Regions from separate parts of the Mus musculus genome. Here regions 1 and 3 are each linked to region 2. A link is a contact called in public Hi-C and HiChIP or PLAC-seq data. All regions are on one chromosome and are shown on one strand. The core of a region is the stretch at or near the end of the contact, and the rest is flanking DNA. Distances in the headings are between cores, read along the strand shown. Region 1 overlaps Gm4258 (a long non-coding RNA gene). Region 2 has its middle 38 kb from the start of Gm34306. Region 3 overlaps Gm4258 (a long non-coding RNA gene).

The links. A called contact is a pair of places that touch in the nucleus more often than the background predicts. HiChIP or PLAC-seq counts read pairs in DNA pulled down with a chosen protein or histone mark.
Region 1: a contact with region 2 is called in a Hi-C map of double positive thymocytes, with 1.8 times the contacts expected there. The contact joins two enhancer-like sites. A contact is called at or near these places in 4 of 15 datasets of contacts at CTCF or cohesin (CD8 T cells, large pre-B cells, pro-B cells and 1 more), 24 of 484 Hi-C or Micro-C datasets (the 63-12 cell line, CD4 T cells, CD4 single positive thymocytes and 18 more) and 13 of 115 datasets of contacts at active chromatin or transcription factors (the 230-238 cell line, CD8 T cells, DN3 thymocytes and 9 more).
Region 3: a contact with region 2 is called in an H3K4me3 HiChIP or PLAC-seq map of the 230-238 cell line, with 21 read pairs. The contact joins two enhancer-like sites. A contact is called at or near these places in 2 of 15 datasets of contacts at CTCF or cohesin (CD8 T cells and pro-B cells), 2 of 484 Hi-C or Micro-C datasets (CD4 T cells and germinal center B cells) and 4 of 115 datasets of contacts at active chromatin or transcription factors (the 230-238 cell line, the HPC-7 cell line, the SCID.adh cell line and 1 more).

The regions. Positions count from the first base shown.
Region 1 is chr1:137,903,728-137,907,430 of GRCm38.p6, forward strand. It overlaps Gm4258 (a long non-coding RNA gene), which reads left to right. Exons shown (of 3, transcript XR_003948014.1): 2 at 1-3,703. Among named protein-coding and RNA genes, the nearest start is that of Gm4258, 7.1 kb to the left of the region's middle. Within about 2 kb of position 2,069, at least 17 of the 459 cell types and tissues checked have an H3K27ac peak or open chromatin away from gene starts, as enhancers often do. A contact at or near this core is called in the 63-12 cell line and double positive thymocytes, where this site is marked.
Region 2 is chr1:137,804,473-137,808,043 of GRCm38.p6, forward strand. No RefSeq gene overlaps it. Among named protein-coding and RNA genes, the nearest start is that of Gm34306, 38 kb to the left of the region's middle. Within about 2 kb of position 2,084, at least 83 of the 459 cell types and tissues checked have an H3K27ac peak or open chromatin away from gene starts, as enhancers often do. A contact at or near this core is called in the 230-238 cell line, the 63-12 cell line, the HPC-7 cell line and 2 more, where this site is marked.
Region 3 is chr1:137,920,782-137,924,325 of GRCm38.p6, forward strand. It overlaps Gm4258 (a long non-coding RNA gene), which reads left to right. Exons shown (of 3, transcript XR_003948014.1): 2 at 1-3,544. Among named protein-coding and RNA genes, the nearest start is that of Gm4258, 24 kb to the left of the region's middle. Within about 2 kb of position 2,135, at least 47 of the 459 cell types and tissues checked have an H3K27ac peak or open chromatin away from gene starts, as enhancers often do. A contact at or near this core is called in the 230-238 cell line, the HPC-7 cell line and pro-B cells, where this site is marked.

The DNA of each region.
Region 1 (3,703 bases), core at 819-3,318, 99 kb after region 2:
CTCTCATTTAATCATAAAAATCCAAAAGAATTGTCATTCACTTACACAGCTTTGTTTTTTAAAAAAGTACCTTAAAATAGTAGCATAACAATTGAATTGAGATAGGAAGATAGAATGTCATATTTATTTTCCCCATTCCTTATGTAAATCATTATTATGTCATATGTATACATGATATTTATTAGTATTATCTGCATGCATTTTCAATTTTATGGAAATATTAATTATCAAGATTTTTTGATATATTGTAAATGAATGATAAGAAATGAAAAATATTTTCCTTGATGTTTATTCATACTTTTTCTAACAATAATACTGGAAATAGAAGATGAGATATGTATGTATATATGTATATACATATGTATATACATAATATATAGTTCAATGAAGTTAGTTATATATGCTTTGAAAGTGGGTATCTACTTTGGTAGGCACCCATAATTTTTTTGTTGTTGTCAAGCTCATTTTAGGGATGTTGTGGTGCTAAGGCTTGAACCCAAGGCCTAACGTGTGCTAAGCACAGATTTGACCACTGAGCTATACTCAGACGCTCTTTTGGATAAATTCTTGACTCAAATCATTATCTTTATATTCATTTTTACAGTTAAAAGTACTATGTTCTAAGTATGTTTTTGGAATGGCAAACTGTGAGATACTGACATTATTTTGACATAAAATCTTAGAAGAAAAGTTGAACTCGTGGTGCACATTTTAAAAGCAGACAGAAATTAAGAAAGTAAATATCAATTATTGGTGCCACTGGAAAATCCTATAGAGGCTTTATAGCAGTGCAGGCCCTGGATTCAAGGTTATACTCATTATTTGGGATGGGGGACAGCCTAGTATGTAACAAATATATTGACAAATATAGAGATTGACAAATAAAGAGATGCTTTGTCATGAGCTACGTTCATGCAAATGTTTGAAAATTTATACATCTTAGGAATGGTAACGTTCATTAGGATTTTTGTGTCAAAATTATACAAATATCAAGATGGACTGCTAGAATTTACAGTTCTGAAAGTTGTGGTCTAAGCCACTAGTACATGAAGTCAATTTTTTACAAACTTTGGGAAAATTAAAGTTCGGATAGCTTACTGTAACTCTCTGTGAGTCAAACTTGTACTTCCATACATGAGACCGAGGACTGTCATCATGTCTTTAAGCATGTGAGCTATTCTCATATTAAATATTTTTCTTATTGACTTAAAATTGGAAAAGCCAATTACAAATATGAGTTCACTGCTCCAATTTGCCCAATTCTGCCTTACCCTGTGTGACTATGTTTAAAATCTTACGAGATCAAAACTATGACCTAACAATAGAAATGAGAGTAAAGTGCCATCTAATGTTTTACTTTATAACTAGCTACAGCTTATCTTTACCATCAGAACCACGGAGTTGATTTAATCATGAATCAGAGCCAGGCTATAGAAAATAATGGAGAATGGGATCACGGGGATTATTAAATTAAATTGGGATTGAAATTCTTCATCATTCATACTAAATAATCAAGAAACAGTTTTAAATAAGGGTGATAGTTCTCAGCTACTTCTATTTTCCTCTTTTCTGTAGTACCATTGGCTACTAAGCAGGTCTTGATTCTGTGAGGGTCAAGGCCGATTAAAAGTATTTAATGCAACAATAACGCCACATCTCATTAAGCTAAGTGAGTGTTAGTAGTTTTCATTTTTGCAAGTTTGTGGTTGAGATTCCCATTCTGATTTTGCTTCATGAATCCTAATTTTCATTTTGGTTAAAAAAAAAAAAGTCCAGGAAAAATTATGGACAGTTACGGAATCTTTGCAGCTGTACAAAATGTCTGCCCTCACGGTGTCCCTTTCCTGTCCTGTGAAACGTAGCAATGACTCTGTGATTGAGATCCAGTGGAAACCCAGGTCCCCCTTCAGCTCTCCCTGGACACTGTTTGTACTGGTTTTCTTGCTTAGGAGCCTTCTCCAGCTTAATCTTTCCTGTACAGTAGACGCCTCCCATCCAGTATGCTGTGCACCCAGCCATTAGTGCTCACTGACAGTTAGCCTCATCTTTCATTGAGAGGCTTATGGATCATACCCATACCAGTCCGCTCTTGTGTTTTCTAATTTTATATCCTTAGCTGTAAAGGAAGTGGTGCTATACGAATAGATGGGAGGATAAATATAGGGGCTCATGCAGATGTCTCTGGCATTCTGAAAATCTGCAATGTCGTAAATAACAAGCCACTGAATTTGCCTCAGCTTCTCTCACATCTAGCTCCTGCAGTGAGCCCACCTCCAAATGGAAGGCTTCTCTCAGTTACTAAGCTCAAGGTGGATGCCCAGTTTATTCTGTGTTCTCCCTTTGACCAACTATATTTCCTGGAGGAAAAGCATTGTTTAAAAGAAAATAAAGGTTAAAGGAGAGATAATAAAGCATGCAGCCATGAGATTAAGCCAATAAAATTATCAGGACAGACTGTGTCACCTAACCTGAAGTTAGAAGAGTCTCCAAATTTAGACATTTTCAGCACTCATATGCACATATAGAAACTCATATGCAAATTTAACTTCTTTGTGATAGTAAGTGGAAGAAAGGCAATTCCTTTTAAGGTTTTGTTTTTTTGTTTTTGTTTTTTCAAAATAAAGTTACATTTTTTTATATTTCTTATTTTTTATTAGATATTTTGTTTATTTACATTTCAATGCTATCCCCCTTTCTAGTTTCCCCTCTGAAAATCCCCTATCCCCTCCCCCTGCTCCCCAACCCACCCACTCCCACTTCCTGGCCCTGGCATTTCCCTATACTGGGCATAGAACCTTCATAGGACCAAGGGCTTCTCTCATTGATGACCTACTAGGCCATCCTCTAAGTGTCCATTTAAGTCTACCACAGTGGACTATGCATGAAAGACACACTTTTTTGCTGACTGTGAAGTTTGATCGTCTTGATCCATTAGTCATTCATCAGAATGTTATTCAAAACGTCTTAGGCAAATAGGAATCCCTCAGCCAGCACTCTGCCTTGGAAACACTCAAGGCACCTCTTGTCCTGGAAAGGGTTACAGATGTAAGCTAACGTGGCATTCATTGGTTAATAGGGGGATGCAAAGGGTTAAATTTTTAAATCTTTGCAAAGGGGTGGGGGGAGTCTCTAGAAGATAAAAACAAAAAACCAACCAACCAACCAAACAAACAAACAAACAAACAAACAAAACCCTAAACTAAAACCCGAGGCTAAGCTGCCAGTGATTTGGTGGTATTTATGGATTATACTCCATGTTGAAAAGAGAAAAATCAGATGTAAGATGACGCTGCAGGGGGCGTCTGGACTTTTCACTAAGTCTGAAGTCTGTTTAGTCGATGCTTATTAAGGCTTGGCTTTGACCTTTGCCCCCTTCACTCCTCTTTGTTCCAGGTGCAACATTTGTGCAAGTGCTTGAACATTATGGGTCACTCTGAGCAAACTTCCAGTCCTGAATGAGCAAAATATGCTGAATGTTAAAAAATACACAGTCGTTATGGGAACATTTTCCAAAGCTCTATAAACTTAGACACACTTCCTTTGTAGTTTATAAGCAGTGAGTATGGCCGTTCTTTAAGGTATAACTGAATCTAAAACACATTACTACAACCTGAATCTAAAACACATTACTACAGTATAATTGTAATATGTTTGTGAGGATATCTAAAATAGCTATTTCTACCCAAACCACATCTCTTGGTAG
Region 2 (3,571 bases), core at 834-3,333:
TGACAAGTTTTTAATTAAATAACTGTGAAAGTAGATATAACAAAGATTGTGGGGTTTGTGGGAAAGTTTACTTTGGCTTTTGCTTTTTATTTAATTTTTCTATTTTTGGCATTTTAAAAACAGTTGTGAAAACTGTATGATTCTTTTGTTGTCCATTTTATTTCATTTATTATTTATTAATACATGTCTTTCCTTTTGACTACGAGAAGAGAAATCACTACTAATCCAAAATGACCACACAGCATGAGGAGGTGTGGACTATTGCTGTCACGCCATGGTACAAAACATGGGAATTATTTATTATTAAGTCCCTCCACCAATACAAAAAATTCTTTTTATAGTCTGGGAAGTTTTGAAAGTACTTATAAGAAGGACAAAGTGGTTGGTTTCCTGGTGTTCAATAAGTAATTGGGACAGTGACAGGAACTAAAGGAGATGTCTGAGGTGAACTGAGGCAGGCTTTGAGAACCTGAAGAACAAAATGGTGGAGCAGGCAGGTGTACAGACAGGCAGTCTTCTTCCAGAAGGACTTAGACCGGTGAGAAGGGAAAGGAAGAGTGAAAAGTCTCACTTGCCATTTTTAAAAAATATTTTTATTAGGTATTTTCCTCATTTACATTTCCAATGCTATCCCAAAAGTCCCCCATACCCTCCCCCACCCCCCTACCCACCCACTCCCACTTTTTGGCCATGGTGTTCCCCTGTACTGGGGCATATAAAGTTTGCAACTCCAACGGGCCTCTCTTTCCAGTGATGGCCGACTAGGCCATCTTTTGATACATGTGCAGCTAGAGTCAAGAGCTCCCGGGTACTGGTTAGTTCATAATGTTGTTCCACCTATAGGGTTGCAGATCCCTTTAGCTCCTTGGATACTTTCTCTAGCTCCTCCATTGGGAGCCCTGTGATCCATCCAATAGCTGACTGTGAGCATCCACTTCTGTGTTTGCTAGGCCCTTGCATAGTCTCACAAGAGACAGCTATATCTGGGTCCTTTCAGCAACATCTTGATAGTGTATGCAATGGTGTCAGCATTTGGAAGCTGATTATGGGATGGATCCCCTTGCTTACCATTTTTATTCAAGCTGAAATGGCAATTTGGCTAAGTTTCTGCTAGACTATAGCATCAAGAAAGGGGTCTCAAGGAGCAGCCAAGAAGGGAAAAAGAATGAGTATGCTTGCTCTTGTGTGTGTGCAAGTGCTCAAGTTAGGAGCTGACAGATTCAGATGTGTGAGATTAACCTAGTGGTAACACCTGTGCACCTTTAAGGAATTACCAACACACTAAACTTCTTACAGATGCATTGGGTGTATAGAAAATAATACAGGAAAATGTGTTGCATCGTTAAGGACTTTGCTTTAATCTTTAAGTCACTTCTTCACCATTCTTTTTTTTTTTTCCTCATACATTTCAAAGCAAACAACAAATGATTTTATATGTGGGTAAAATTTAGAGGTGCAACCACAGTATTATTGCTGGAGTATATTTGGTTTCAGTGTTTAACAGGAACTGACTCTATGTAAACGTTCAAATAACATAAAACAATATTAATACCAATAACAGCAGGTATAGGGTAATGTGCAAAACCAGAGAGCTTTTCCAAAGAATGAAATATGCAGAGAATGTCTATGAAACACCAAGAGGAAGCAAACAAAGACAGAAATGGGAGGAACACTGCAGTGATGGTTCAACCATTAGAGAATAGCCCCAACACACACACACACACACACACACACACACACACACACACACACACACGAGAGAGAGAGAGAGAGAGAGAGAGAGAGAGAGAGAGAGAGAGAGAGAGAGAGAGAGAGAGAGAGAGAGGCGGAAGTGGGAACTAAACAACCCCTGCTTCCAAATGCTATAGCAAGTGAGGACTGTTTAGCCACCACATCTTCAGGCATCATCACAGATAGGTCCAAACCTGAGCCCTGCCATCTGCCCCAAGTGTTTCTGCTTTTCCGGGCTGGGCTTGCTCCTTGGTCATCTGTGAATGGAATTCCAGAGATCATAGAAGTTTCCCGACAGTTTGCAATCACGGAAGTGTGTCAGCTCCCTGCAAATGAGAAGCGTTGTTACTCTACCGCTGTTATGATGGCAATGCTCTGTTGTATGCATGTGTATTCACGTCCAGTGCTGGTGTATAGCTAACCTTGACATAAACACGTCCATTCTAAGACTTTCAAGGTTCCATTCAATTACAAAATATGGCTTTGGTTGAGACATTTCTTTCGGGATCTTTTGAGAGTCGCTGGATTTTATGTCTGAGGAAATGGCTTTTAAGCATTATTTTAGAGGGACACGTGGAAATATGTGATCCATACAGCACTGAGAGGTCTTGCATGCAACAACCTTCTCTTCACAGTGGCCCTGGTAGCTCCTCCCCTTCTCCATTTCGTTCGTTCTCGGTCACCAATTTAGTACATGCACTGGCTTTCAAATGTTATCTGTGTAAATTCATCTTCCACAGCTGGACACTTTCAAGAGTTTTTGTTTCCTGTGTGGTGAAGCAGCTTTCCCCTAACGACTGTTTCCCATCAGTGCCCACAAGACCTACCTTCTTAACCACTGGTTCAACGGTTTCTTACCACTTCCACCTCTCCATAGAAGCTGCATTCAGGACGAGTCTCACAAATCTTTGTTCCCTAGGCTGTGAGACTGATAACGTCTCACAGGACTTGACCTTTGATGAACAATTTTCATCTGACCCTAAAAGTACAACTGTCAAATACTAGCAGATGACACCCCAAATAAAAACAAACCCTTGTCTGTTTCAAATTCCCTACAAGGTAGTGATCGGTGCCACTGCTCTGGGTAGTAGACGCCTTTGCATTTGTCTAATATCGAAGGATTTTTTTTTATTTACTTAAAATAAAAATGTTCCATGTTAATTATTACTCCAAGAACAAATTATTAATATCATACCCATGTTTCTTAAAAAGAAAGTATTCGAAAACAGTATTTAGAAATAATTTTAACCACTGATTTTTAAAACATGAAATTAACTTGGATCATTTTTCATAAATCAAGTAATTACTAAAGTTCAATATCAGTCTATATATAATATCTTGCCCTTGGCACTAATCTTGTTTTGTAATTTTTGCCTTTATGTCATCAATGTCTAGGTCATTTCCAAAAGATTTTATCTTAATAGTGTTAGAATAGAATTACTTCTGGATCAAAGTATATCCTGATTTCCAAATCTGCTATGCAGAGAATGACACTATCCAATATATCTTCATGCAAGCATGGATGCTGAAGCAAATGGAGAAGTATGACTGTCCCAAGAAGAGGTGGAAGCACAAGTTGGTGTTTATTACTGCCCTACCCACAGAGCATGAATATGCCACAGAAGGATAATTTTTCTCATCAACAGAGTCTCTCATACACAGCTGCCAATATGTCAGCATTTGTTTCCTCCTACATTCTTTCTGATGTAGTCAAGCAGATTTCTCCATCCCAAGTCTTCTCATAGACTTTGATTTGGCAATGCTGTGAACTCCCCCAGAGTGGTATCCAACTCTGGCCTCTAGAAGCACCTCCGATGCTATGAAGAGTTTTGGGATCTAT
Region 3 (3,544 bases), core at 885-3,384, 120 kb after region 2:
AGATACACTAAACAAGTTGTTAAATGTTAAAATATAAGTTTATTGCTAGTTCTAGTTATTGACATATTTGCTTATTCTGATACATTATCCAAGGACATGTTTTTTTTTTTTCTCCCAAAATGCCTCTTTAACCAGCCATGCATTTCTTGAACACATTAATAAATTTGCCAAAAGATTTCATTAAAATGACCATATTGGACTAGAGAATTCATATCAGAACAACAGAGTTCCTGCTTATTCTTTTCTTATTATTCCTGAATACAAGTTTAGTCATTGTTAGGCACCTAGGTGTTTAGCATGCTAGCACATTTTACAGCTGCTTAGTTTTAGTCAGGAAAACCAGATACTGATACTAAAGTCTTTCCTCTCACATACATGTGCGTCATCCCCCCCCCCCCCACACACACACACAATGTTCATTTCACATACTCTAGGAGGCTCACCTCTGACTCAGGGTGACTCTCTGCCTCCTGAGTTCGATATTCACTTCATTCTTTTTTGTAACCTCCTCCTCTGGAAACTCAATGTGCTGTGCACCATTTACATCCTTCATTTGCTCTGCCAAGAAAGAACTAGAATAACAGAGAGTTGGACATGAAACATGCTTTCTAAACAATCAGCGAAGTTCAATCTAACAAAGCCCCTCCCCAATACAAAGCAAAGTAAAGCAAAGCAAACGAAAAGTACTCCATCTTTTCCATTAGTCATGGGAAGCTAAATAATTGATTATTTAATAATGTTTACCAATGGCTTATTCTTAAATCAAAAGAAGTGAGCATCTTGTATGCTTGTATGTGTTCAAAGATAATTTTAGACACTTCTCTTCTCTAGTAATGATGTATTGGGTGTTTCTTTATTCCCTTTAGGGTGTTTGTTTGTTTGTTTGTTTTTGTTTTTTCACAAATTCTGTCCTTAGTATGGTTTGACTCACTGATCAGAGGAAGTAAGTGTGGGAGGCAGAAGAGTGCAGGGAGTAGGGAGTTCTTCTTTTCTTCTGCCTGAGGTTATTTGTGTTTAGTGGAAAAGGGAAGGACTGCCTAGAATAGAGAAAGAAGTCTCATGAGTTGTACAGACCACCCTCAGCAAGGAGAACCAAGAGCAAGTGGAGCATTTTCTGCGAACACGGCCATCCCTTACCAGGTGTGTCCATTTTGTTCCAATGAAAATACTGTTTCTCTTCAATGTTCCTTCCCTTGTTGGAGGGAAGGGAAACCCGAGCTTTTTCTTGCTGCAGAGGCACTACAGCGCACGCGCACACACTTGCTGAAGTGTAGTTTGTAATCACTTGTTCTGTCAGAGCTATTGGTGCTCGATTCTGTCTCTTTGGAGATAATATTTATGAAATTCCCGGATGCTTAAGCACTGTTGCAAATTTTATATAATTTTGAAAAGATTATAGAAGAGTTGCATTTCTTTTTTTCTGATGATCCCAGTGGGTACAGGGAAGAGGACAATAGAATGTGGTAACATTCTTCAGGCTCAGGGTCCAGCAGGTTCCAATCTAATTAAAATATTCTATCTCTTACAACTGCAAATATTTTGAACATTTAAATTTACTAAGCCTATAACAAGCATAAAAGATATTTTTTTCCACAGAACATCAAGCCATAGACGAATACTTCTTAGATTACAGATGGGAAATTAACAACATGACATGAAAATAAAGAAAGTATTTTGGTAAATACAGTGTACTGCTAATTACTACTATAATCCACAGTGTTAGGAAAAATTTTCTTTTAAAACATATTACTTCATGATGAATGATAAAAGAAAATATGACTAAAGGAAAAAGTAAATTTAATTTCAATGGTATTGCTTTGAGCATTTTAGCGAAATAACTTTTAGTCTAGAACTATAGGAGTTGGTATGATAACCAGAGGGTGGAGGCAGAATTTTGTCCTCCAATACCCCTGTTCTTCTTTGATATAAAGGACTAAAGATGACTGTTCCTCCCCTAGGAAATGTGAAAATCCAGTGAAGTCATCAGACTTGCCATATATATAGGCACACCGCCTGTTTTTAAGAGTGATTGGTACTTAGGGAGGGAATTAAGAATCTCTAGACCCAGGCAGAGGTGTTTTGCCTGCTCATCTGTAGGTGGGCGTAAGCATGTCCCATCACCCTGAAAAGCAGAACTGAAAACTCTCTGGAGCAGCTGCAGCCCACGCCAAATGGTGTAGCACCCATTCAATTCAAGAGCTGCCCGCGCATTCTCTCATTTTCTGCGAAGGAAAGCATGTGTCTCATGTGAGAATAAGTTTTCAACAAATCATTTATCAGGCAGCAAGCAAAATTTGAGATGAATCACGTGTGCTTGGTTTTTCTACAGACTATTCTGAGAATCCAGAGTTCATTAATATTGGGACTCTTTTCAAGCAACATTTATGTTTCTTACTTAGATTTAAATAATAATAGTAATAATAATAATAATAATAACACAACTTCTACTTAAAATTGCCTTCTGAAATGCTATAGACTTTTGTCAAAAACAAACAGGGCTCAATTAGTTTTTTAAAAATGTACTATAGGTGGGGTTGTTATGAATACTTGTTAAGCCACTAAGACAAATGCTGTATTTTTGCTTTCTAAAATTAGAATTTATAAACACAATTTTCCATGTCTAGCCAAGTGGATTTGATTCTATTTGTAAATGGTGGGAAAGGGGCAGCTGAAGGAAGAAATTCTCTGGCAGCAATGAAACCTTACTGGCTCTTGTTATGAGGCAGACAATTCTTTTTAATATATCTTGAGTAGATTCTGTTATTTATCATGGGAAAAATGAGTGTTATTCTGATATTTAATTACATTATATATGTCCATTCCTGACCTATAATTATACTGCCTGTAAAATTTTAATTGTTAGTTCAGTGCAGGGCCATTACAACCATCATTTGTTTATGATTGAAAAGATGTTAAAAATTGCTCCTCTGTCTTAATAATGTCTGCTGCTAGCACATTATTAACAAAATAACATAATTTCTTCCTGTGGGCCCAGTGTATATTACAGGTTACAGTGTTTAGAAAAAAATGACAAAGACAGGAAATGTGTAGGGATGTGGTCACTTAAATACACAAAAACGCAAGACAAAAGGATCTCCAGAATTTGAAAGAACATCCCTGTTTGGGGTACTGTGAGACAGTCTTAGATGTTTGCTTGATGATAAGCAATCTTCAGAAGGAACAGGAAGGGAATGTCCAAACTTCTGAATTATGTGAAAGAAATACACCAAAGCACTAGCTACTTCACTCCTCTTCCGTGTATTCTGTTCATGAGGCTAGCCCAAGGCCCAGTTGATACTTTTCAAACTACAGAAGCCTTCTGGCTCCTACTACAAATTCGTTCTGAACCAGTTGTGTTACATTGTTGCTAAGGCTAATTCTTGCTAGCTTCCTTCTATATGCAAGCATTTTTATCTCTTTTAAGTATGGACAAAAGAAAATTTGTACATAAACAAATAGCAGACTCAAGACCCAGGAAGCAGATTCTCGGTGTTTTTGAAACAGGTTACTGAAAAATAAATGAGAAGCAGGAGAAAAATAGAAG